Regions from separate parts of the Rattus norvegicus genome. Here region 1 is linked to region 2. A link is a contact called in public Hi-C data. All regions are on one chromosome and are shown on one strand. Each heading gives the region's core, a stretch centred on a gene start, on an enhancer-like site or on the middle of the called end of the contact. The rest is flanking DNA. Distances are from core to core; before and after follow the strand shown. Region 1 has its middle 9.7 kb from the start of Drd5. Region 2 has its middle 51 kb from the start of Zfp518b.

Region 1 (4,995 bases), core at 971-3,470, 330 kb after region 2:
GCTCCCGAATTGGACCCTCCGGGAGAACGAAGTGAGGAGCCAAGAGGTCCTTTGGACCACCAAAGAACTTCAAATGCTCAGAAAGTCAGGAGAACCCACACACATAATTCAAAGAAGAGCCAGAGGGCAGGGCCAGCCTGGAGGACGCATGTCTTTGGGGTCACCCCCACGCTGCAGAGAGCCTGAGTCACAAATGGTTTGATTCATGACTCAGGTCACCCTGCGTTGAGCACAAACTCAGATCACAGTCCCCGAATTCACCTCTCTGCCATTTCTATTTGTGTCTGAGGCACAGAGGGGGTGGGGTCAGGCTGGCTCCCTGCAGCTCCCCTAACTCTCTCAGAGGCAGAAAGCAACCAGTGCCATGTCAGCATCTTGGAGGTGTGGACCATCAGAATGAGGCTTGCTGGCTAAAATGGAGCGGAAAACTACGTGAGGTGTCCCTGCTGCCCTGCCCAGCCTCCACCAGCAGCTGGCCTCCCTCACCTGTGACACCTTAACCGGCATCTTTGTCTTAGGGGTCACACCATCTCCTCTGACTCCATTTAGGGTGACATAGCACAACTCCATCAGCTTAGCCCTGTCTATTGGGTGCCATTTCCCATTTACAGGTTCTAAACAATAGTCAGGTTTGGCACATGGGTTGCTGTCTCTCAGGCTCTCTGGATGGTGTGGAGAAACAGCGGAGCAGGCTGTCTGAGATCAGCGCTGCCCATCTGCAGAGAAACAGCTAGTGCCACTCAGCTACCCCTGAGATTCACTCAGAATTATACTCAGAATTACGATAAGGGTTCCTCGTGGCAGATTACGTGTAGGGCAGCCTGGGTGCCATCTCAAGCCACTTGATGACTCTCTGTGAAGACCTCTACTGCCACAGTGACACCAGAATACCCTGAGGGTAGGAAGTGATACCACAGCAGCTGAAACCCAGCCTCTAGACTCAAGTCTTATCCCACACCATACCAGGCACTTCCTTGAGGGGCCATCCAGCTCCATACACATCACCTGAGCAGAGAAGCGAGCCCTTTCCAGAAGATGCCACCCCTGGCCTCTACTGACATCTCCTCTTTCATCAAGGAGACTGCATCATGACCAGATTCATACTAGCATCGAAAACCACATGCATTCCTGCGATTCATCCATGGCCACTGGTCCAAAGGACTCGGCCATCTTCTCTCCTGGGCACACCCTGGGAGGCTCCACTCTACCTTTCATAGAAGATGAACCCTCTGCTGTCCCTCTTCAGCCTAGCTTGTACCATGTGGCCCTGTGGACACAGATGCTCTCTGCAACCCTGGTGCTCTGGGTGGCTCAGGCTGATAAATACACCAAGAGAGCCTTTCTTTACCAGTTATGTCAGATCAAAGACTGTGCTCAATGTGGAACTGAAGAGTTGCATGGCAATGCTACCCCACTGCTGTTGGGCTGACTCAGGCACATCTGAGAAGGTTCTGGAAGCAGTTGGACAGTGAACATGTAGAAAATGACAGCCAATGGGTGAGACTCATGATGCCCTCACCAGTTCCTGCTTCTCAGACAGGTTCTTCTGAGTTAGAATGCAAGGGCACTTCTGAGGCTGACTAAGGGGTGTGGCTGACTGAGGGGTGTGGCTAAGCTGGGTCAGCTACAGGCAACAAATAAGTCTGGTTGATATCAGGAAGTCACCAAACTCTGACCTGTAGCCAAATCCATCTCAGTTCTTCCTTTATACATTGTTATGGGCATAGCTTCATTCATTCACTAAGTCCACCATGTTCCCCTTCTCACTAGAAGACAGAAATAGCCCACAAAATCTAATAACTTTTCTATCTGACTCCTTATGAAAAAAGAGTTAACCCATCTCTGGTTTAAATGCTGACATCGTTTGATGAGGTCTCCTAAAAAAGGACTTGAGTAGATAATGGGTCTAGAACTATGTTCTTGAGGTCCCGGTCTCCTGTCTTCTGTGCAGTGATGTGCGTGTAATCACTCTTATTTTGCAGGCAGTTTGCCACCCCTATTCCCCATCCCCTCCTGGAACCCTTGTCATGCATCTCCCATTCCGTGCCCTCCTCCAGCAAGGATGGGCTTAGTCAGCTTTGTAGTCCCAAGCAACAAGTCAGGAGATCCGACCCCATACTTTGAGCTTCCCCTGGCGGGAGCCACACACCCGCAGTCTGCGAGCCACTGTCTTCCAATAAGGCTGAGAGCGCCCTCTAGCGCTTGGAAGGTGAATGCAAGCCTGGATCCGCGAGCTGCAAACCTTGGCCAGCAAAACTACAGGAGTATGGCAAGGGAAGGGGCAAAGGTGAAGAGTCAGGAACAAGGGCTCTGTTTGGATAGAAGATGATCTCTCCTCACTGCGGGGGACATCCTCTTGCTTCTGGTCAAGTTGGCTTTCAGAGCACGAGGGCTTCTGGTCTCGGGTTTGCTTTCAGAACGCGAGGGAGACGGAGTGGCCGCCAGCGCGCCCCCTCCTGGTCACACTTCCCCAAAGCAGGGCTCCCTTCTACAGCACAGAGCCAAACATTTTATGCCAAATCTAGTTGTTGGTGGTGGTTTTCTGTTTGTTTATTTAGGTATTCTTTTTTTTTTAACTAGGCGAAAAGTGAGGTGTTGTGTCAATTTAGCCAATATCAGGTCAGCTGATGAGAATGTGATTCTCTCTGAGGAATGAGTCACGTGATCGCAACAGCTCCTATCATTGAGCTTACCCCACTTTGAGGATCTCCTAGCTCAGGGATCAGAGTACACTTGGCTCAGACACCCACCTCTCAGCCACCATGGATGAGCTTTGAAAACCTCCCGTGGTCGCTTTGTCCGACTTCTTCCTTATTCTCCTTTCTTTTAGATGTTTTTATTATAAAACATCTCATGCGTATAAAAAAAAGTACCAAGGGAAACACAATGGATGCCTCTGTTTGATCTCCTTATTTAAGAGTGAAAATATTTGAGACACTGCATGTACTTGACCCCTGATCTCCATCCGGCACCATTCCTGCCCACTGCACTGAACTTAGTGTTCAGTTCTAATGTGTCAGCAACTTCCTACTGCAAGGTGTCTCCCAGAGCATTAGTGCATCCAGAGTTGTCCTGTCTGTTTCTAAGCACCTTGTTGGAACTTCATGCTGTCTATATTTCTGTTTTATGCTGTCTCTCCTTGAATACTGTTTGAGAATGGTTCACATTGAAAGATAGAGTTCTGGGTCATCCCCCTTTACACTCCTGTGGGTACTGCAATGTAGAAGCAGTCTGCTCCTGACCAACAACCAGGATGCGCTCCACTAATACCTGGCCACCCCTAAGCCTGTCTTAGGAGCCCCTAGAGATCTGGACATGCCCATTCTTAGGTAATGTGTACCTCCAGCCTTACCCAGCATTGCCAGCCACTCTAACCGACTGGTTTCTACCAGTTCATCTCTCATCCACAGCCAGCATGGGTCTGATTTCTTTCACACTGCTTTGACTTGGACAAACATATGGTGTCCCTGAAGGACAAGTGTGTTGGAGGCTCTGTTCTCCGTGTTGATGCTGAGAGATGTGGGACCTTCTGAAGTGGAGACGAATGGAAAGTGGTTGAGTCCCTGAGGGTGTGAACTCAGTGGTATCAAAGTGGTTCTTACAAGACAAAGAGTTAATCCTCATCAGAGTGTTTCTGTAAGAGAATCCTTGACTTTCCCTTTACTCACACCCCCTATCTTGCCCTGACACCTCTCTCTTTCACTTGGTCCAACCACAATGCCATGCCCCAGGGCCTTCACCATGTGGAAACAGAGTTGGCCCATATTAATTGGACTTTAAACCTCCAAAACTGTGAAATAAATAAACAGATGTCTTCTCTTGTTAAATACTCACACTCGGCCATGGTGCCATACATACACAGTAACAGAAAACAGACCAGTGTGATTTGCCAATGTATGTGTGGGAAATTCATTCATTGCTGCCTGAATTTGTGTTCCCTTTATGATAGCAGCAATAGCCCAAAGCTTGGATATTGTTCACCTTAATGTTCCCCTGAAAACTGCCCTGGAATGAAGAAAATAGCCCTTTCCTTAGCCTTACCAAAGGTATGACAGGAAGTTTGATGACAGCCACCGTCCAGCCTTCAGTTTGGGCAAGGAGGATCACTCCTGTAAGGGCTGCCCCTAAAAGACTCTGAACCCAGCGAAGCTGAGCTGACTTGGCCAAGCTCTAACAGGGTCACTCAACTACAGCCCAGTCAGTCAGGCCCAAAGTTACGGCTCCCTCCCCCTTCTTGGCAGAAGCCCAAACCCAGAAACCAAGGCCTCCACGCTGCTGAAGAGGGGTCAAGTTCATGCCAACCAAAACTCAGAAATGCCATCTCATGCCATGACCAAACAGGACTCTTTGGACAAGTCCAAAACCTCAGAAATAAAGGTATTCTCCATGGTGCAACTTGGGATAACAAGAAAAGAAAATTCCTGAATGTACCAGAATTTCCTAAGTCACAGATGACCAAACAGTAGTATAACTATCTCCTGGAAATGCTCTCCGAAGTTACCCATAACCATATTGCAATACCATGAGAAGAGAGCCATGATGGAGCCTTGGCAGTGCTGAATTACTCAGCAGAGTCCTGAGAGATGCTTCTGCAGGACACGGGTGCTGAGGTCCTCATGAAAGGGCAGGCCCCAGCCACGCCAGATGAACCGCCTCTGGACTTGGAGCCAGAGGGCAGAGGTCACCGTGAAGTGCCAAGGTGATGTCTATGCGGGCTAAAGGGTAGAGCCAGGGCCGTGGGGATTGGGAAATGGCGGAGAGGCATGGAGTGTTAAAAACGTCACATCCAAGTTCAGCACATGTAAGAATGACCTTGTTTTGTGGTGTATGTGTGGTGCGTGCATGTGCGTGTGCGTGTGCACATGCACGCATGCGTGTTGTGTCTGTGTGTGTCTACTGGTGGCTGCCTGGGAACTTCAAGTTAATGGCCACTGTGCCTGGGCCATTGTCTCTCAGCCTCAGGACTACTGCTTGAGACCAAGAGGTCGTTTAGGG
Region 2 (4,586 bases), core at 1,958-4,457:
AGCATTTGAATACATATCAGACCAGACCAACCCCCAACACTGAGCATTTTGAGATTTGATAACATTAGTGACTTTGTCACAGTCTCTTTCCAAATGACCATAGTCCCTGGCATTTTGATATCAAAGACCTCTAGCTATAGCTTGACCTATAATATAGCATAGTACACATAAGAACCAATATCACTTGTATCTCTTATCTACTCACCCACAGGCACTGCTCAGGCCTTTAATGGTCTCATCACTTAGTTATATTTGGTATTTGAATTTTCATATACCAAGGTCTCTATCAACACCTTCCTTGAGCCAGCATTTACTCTGGCTTTGTTCACAGCCAGGACTTATCTTTGTTTTAAAACAAAAAATCAGTGAAGGTCTCTCCGGAGCCTTGTATAATTTTTATAGATGAGGTGGACCTTTTCCAAGATTCTCAACTTTATCCCAAGCTCTTAAAGCTGCTAAGGAACATTATTCTATAGTAGCATCTCAGATTGCATATGTTCTTGTATAACAAAGCACTGACCTTTCCCCAGCAACTGGTCTTTCACTATATGCATTCCTTTCACTCTATTTCACTCGTCAGTGTTTGTGGTTTCTTCCCTCCACCATGTTAACCTTTGCAACTGTAGAGTAGTCTCTACTACAGCTGTAACCAATCCCTTCCAGTCTTGGAGAATAACTCTATTTTGAGAAGCCCAGTTATTGAGAATTTGTTTGACATAAGGCGAGTGCATCTCATATATAAATACGGCATTTAAAAAACACTTTAGATCTATCATTTCTATAAGAAGCCAACCTGTCTCATCATACCCTTGTTTCACACCATTAACTGGTATATGCTGTACATCTACTGGAAAAGCTGATGGCGGTGATTTTGTAACCAAGGCCAACCCTCCTCTAACTCCGGCAGCAAGATTGGTTCAAAATTAACTCCTTTGAAGCAGACCGTTTCATCAGATTGTTCTCCCACTTTTTAAACTTTTCTCTAGCACAGATTCTGTCCCCCCTCTCTCCTGCAAGAAACTCCTGCTCTCTTGCAAAGTCACCAGGACTGAGCCTTTGTATTCTCTGCTTCTGTGCTCCTTTCCCCAGCACTTTCACTTCCATCCCTAATTTTCCCAGTTGCATAGCCAACTCTAAAATCTCTTTCAGAAAAGAAAGAGCAGAACCCTTTCATTTTCCCATTTCAGCCATTTTGTTTGTTTGTTTCTCAGATCCATTTCTCCATTTCCACTCATAATTTTTCCAACCTTTTTTTGAAACAGAATATAGGAAGAAGAAAAAGAAAGAACGATATCCCCTCTGGGAGTAAAGCAGGAGACATCTCAGTGGTTATAGACATAAAAAAAAGTTTTGCCAGTGTCTTCAAGAAAAAAAAATCCATCCCTTCAGCCCTGTGGTTTTCTCTATGGCATTTGAAATCAAGTTTCCCATTCTGCCTTGACCCATCTGTGGGTGCCACTTGTTGTTGGACTTTGGCTACTGTGTGGGTCCCTTTTTCTTCTACCCTTCCCTTCCACCCTTTCAACTCCTCAATACCAGATAGAAGAGAAGAAAGAATAGAAGGGAAAGGGTATTATGTTATCATTAGACTACTTTCTTCTGATTAGGGGTGTCAAGTTTTTTGGGGCAGGTTTGATTTTCACCATCAGTATATCTAATTTTTTTCTGATTGTTGGTTTGTTCTTTTTGCACATAACTATTTAACAAACTGTGACTAACCACAACCAACAACCCATCCCCACCTCTCAAAGCCCTAGCACTTATAAAATCTCTGAGAAGATCCCAGAATTCCAAATGTCACACAATCACAGAAACTGTAGGTACCTGATATAACCAGTCCCCTGCTAGAGTATGAGGCAAATCCTAGTCAGCTGCTGTGGACAATCTGAAGCCTCCCTATATCCCACACTTTGGATTAAAACAAACACATATTCACATAATACTTTCGTGTTTTTCAAAGACATTAAAATTCCAAAATTGTCACAAATTTCCTCTGAGCAGCAATTTCAGTTGTTTTTCTTCTTGTGCATATAGTGGCATTGCCAGCTGGCGATCATGCCCCATATATATCTTTCTCACAGATTGCAATGTAGCTGACCATTTTTAGGGCATCCCATACTTACATGATGGACCCTAGAGAGTTTTTCTATACAGCTCTTATTTAAAGAGCTAACAACAGGGTGCCCATTCCTAGATGTCAAAAAGATTTGTGGATCTGAGCTGTTTCAATCACTCTTAGTGTGTTTTATTGCTGTGAAGAGATACCATGACCAAGAAAACTCTTATAAATCAAACGCTTAATTGGGGCTGGCTTACAGGTTCCGAGATCTAGTCCATTATCATCAAGGGGGAGCATGGCAGCATCCAGGCAGGCTTGGTGCAGGAGGAGCTGAGAGTTCTACACCTTGTTTCAAAGGCAAATAAGAGAAGGATGGCTTCCAGGGAGCTAGGAGAAGGGTCTCAAAGCTCACCCCCACAGTGACACACTTCCTCCAACAAGGCTATACCCTCACAGCAATGGAAACCTTAACTAAAACACATGTCAATCCAGTAGGGTTTAGAAGGTATCTCTTTCAAAAGGAGGCATTTCTCACACAGATAATAATACCATACATGATAAAGTTAAAAATCCTCGGTATTATCTGAGGTTCAACCTAGTTTTAAATACCATCTCAGGGCTGAAGAGATGGTTAAGAGCCCTTGCTGATCTTACAGAGGACCCAGTTCAGTTCCCAGTACCCTTATCAGTTGACTCATACCCACCTATTACAAGAGGTTTGATGTCCTGGCCTGCATGACCACTGCATGTTCATGGTGCACATAAACATTTTCTTAAAGCAAATCTTAACTATCATCTCTAAAAATCTCTAATTGCATTGTTCAAACCGAAGTAATCAGTCATTGTTTTGACATCTTGCTTGATTGTCCATCCCCTTGATTATAATTAAAATTGTGAACTGCTTCAGCAGGAGCTGAGCCTGGGACAGATGGTAGGGCTGACTTCATAGGAAACGTGGCCATCTTTTCACATTAAAACTCTGGCTTGCAGATGAGGCTGGTGAACAAAGTAAACAGGAATCCCCCCCCCATGACCTAGTTGACCATGTTGGAAATATTTGCCGTTTTGGAATAGAGCCTGAACCAAGGCTCAGGGCTACTCTTTCCATCTCGTGGCATCCACCCTCTGCCAAGAGGATGCCTGCACATGGCCAGGTCAGCTGGGGTGAGCTATGGAGTCCCACAGGGCTCCTCCTTCAAGTGCTCATTGTCCTGACTAGCCTGAAACAGCTGCTAGACACGTGAGCTGCTGTGACCACCAGCTGCTGCAGCTCTCAAATCTGAGGTCTGGAACATGCTCCTTGGGTGTTTGCTTCCTAGCCACTAGAATCTGTGTCCCTAAGTCCCTAGCCAGTTACTGATACAATGTTACTTGTCCTACCTCTCAGCCCTTTTAACCTACTCCCAGTTTTGGAACAAGCTGGCTAGTGGCTCAGAAGTCCAATGGAGTTAAACTATTAACTTTGTAACTCAAGACAGCTAGGACTGAGGAAAAGTTATCTTCTTAGGTGAACTCTGAGTCTTGATATTTCACACTGATATAAGAGTCCTGCCACCCTCTACTAACAAACACAAACTGTGCTGTTGAGGCTCCCTTCGAGAGGGAGCAGAAGGGAGCACCATCCTGGAATAGGGAGCACCATCCTGGAATAGGGAGCACCATCCTGGAATAGGGAGCACCATCCTGGAGTAGGGAGGACCATCCTGGAGTAGGGAGCACCATCCTGGAGTAGGGAGCACCATCCTGGAGTAGGGAGCAGCAACCTGGAGTAGGGAGCACCATCCTGGAGTAGGGAAGCCCAAGGAAGGATTGCTGCCGTAGTGGCTGCTGTGCTCTGTCTACCACCCCAGTCCCAGCAAGACTGTTACCTAAACTCCTGCCCAGGTCAGAGATAAGAGGTCAGGCCACAGGGAAGTTGGACAGTCTTCATGTGTACATTTTAAGGAACCCAAAAGTCTTGTGTGGTGAAACAACAGGAGCCCTTCTCAGAGAAACCACTTAAAGTCTGAGAGGGGAACCAGTCATAACAATTTTAGGGCTAGTCTTCCCCTTGGCAGACATTCTTGTGCAGATCTGTCTGCTAGACGTTACATGCCTAGCCCCAAGGAAGCACCAGTACTATCTGAATGATCCTGGAGCAAGACTTCACCAGCCCAGGTCTAGGCATCTTCATCTGTAGCTGGAACAGTTTACATCCAGACTCATTCCCAATGCTACTTTTTCCTATCTTAAGATCTAGCAGCCTTCAGAAGGTTGACTACTAAAACAAAGCCCTTCCCCATTTTCCTCCTGGGTGTTTGAATTCCAGCTAGGTGACTCCTAGATCTAATAACCTAGGAGTTGTGGTGGACCATCCTTTCCCTCAGATCAGGGGTGGGGATGTGGGTGGAGCACACAGAAGGAACCAATATCTTAACAGCACAACAAATTCTCCCTGAAAGAATGCTTTAGAAGATCTCTGGCTGAGGAGAGGTAGATTCAACTTACAGCATCCCTTAGGGCATGAACATGGGGGAAAGTGACTTGC

What was found. A called contact is a pair of places that touch in the nucleus more often than the background predicts.
Region 1: a Hi-C map of liver shows a contact between it and region 2, with 3 times the contacts expected there. The contact joins two enhancer-like sites. A contact is called at or near these places in 3 of 12 Hi-C or Micro-C datasets (kidney and liver).

Annotation. Positions count from the first base shown.
Region 1 is chr14:76,710,506-76,715,500 of GRCr8, forward strand. No RefSeq gene overlaps it. Among named protein-coding and RNA genes, the nearest start is that of Drd5, 9.7 kb to the left of the region's middle. Within about 2 kb of position 2,221, at least 5 of the 93 cell types and tissues checked have an H3K27ac peak or open chromatin away from gene starts, as enhancers often do. A contact at or near this core is called in kidney and liver, where this site is marked.
Region 2 is chr14:76,381,869-76,386,454 of GRCr8, forward strand. No RefSeq gene overlaps it. Among named protein-coding and RNA genes, the nearest start is that of Zfp518b, 51 kb to the left of the region's middle. Within about 2 kb of position 3,208, at least 8 of the 93 cell types and tissues checked have an H3K27ac peak or open chromatin away from gene starts, as enhancers often do. A contact at or near this core is called in kidney and liver, where this site is marked.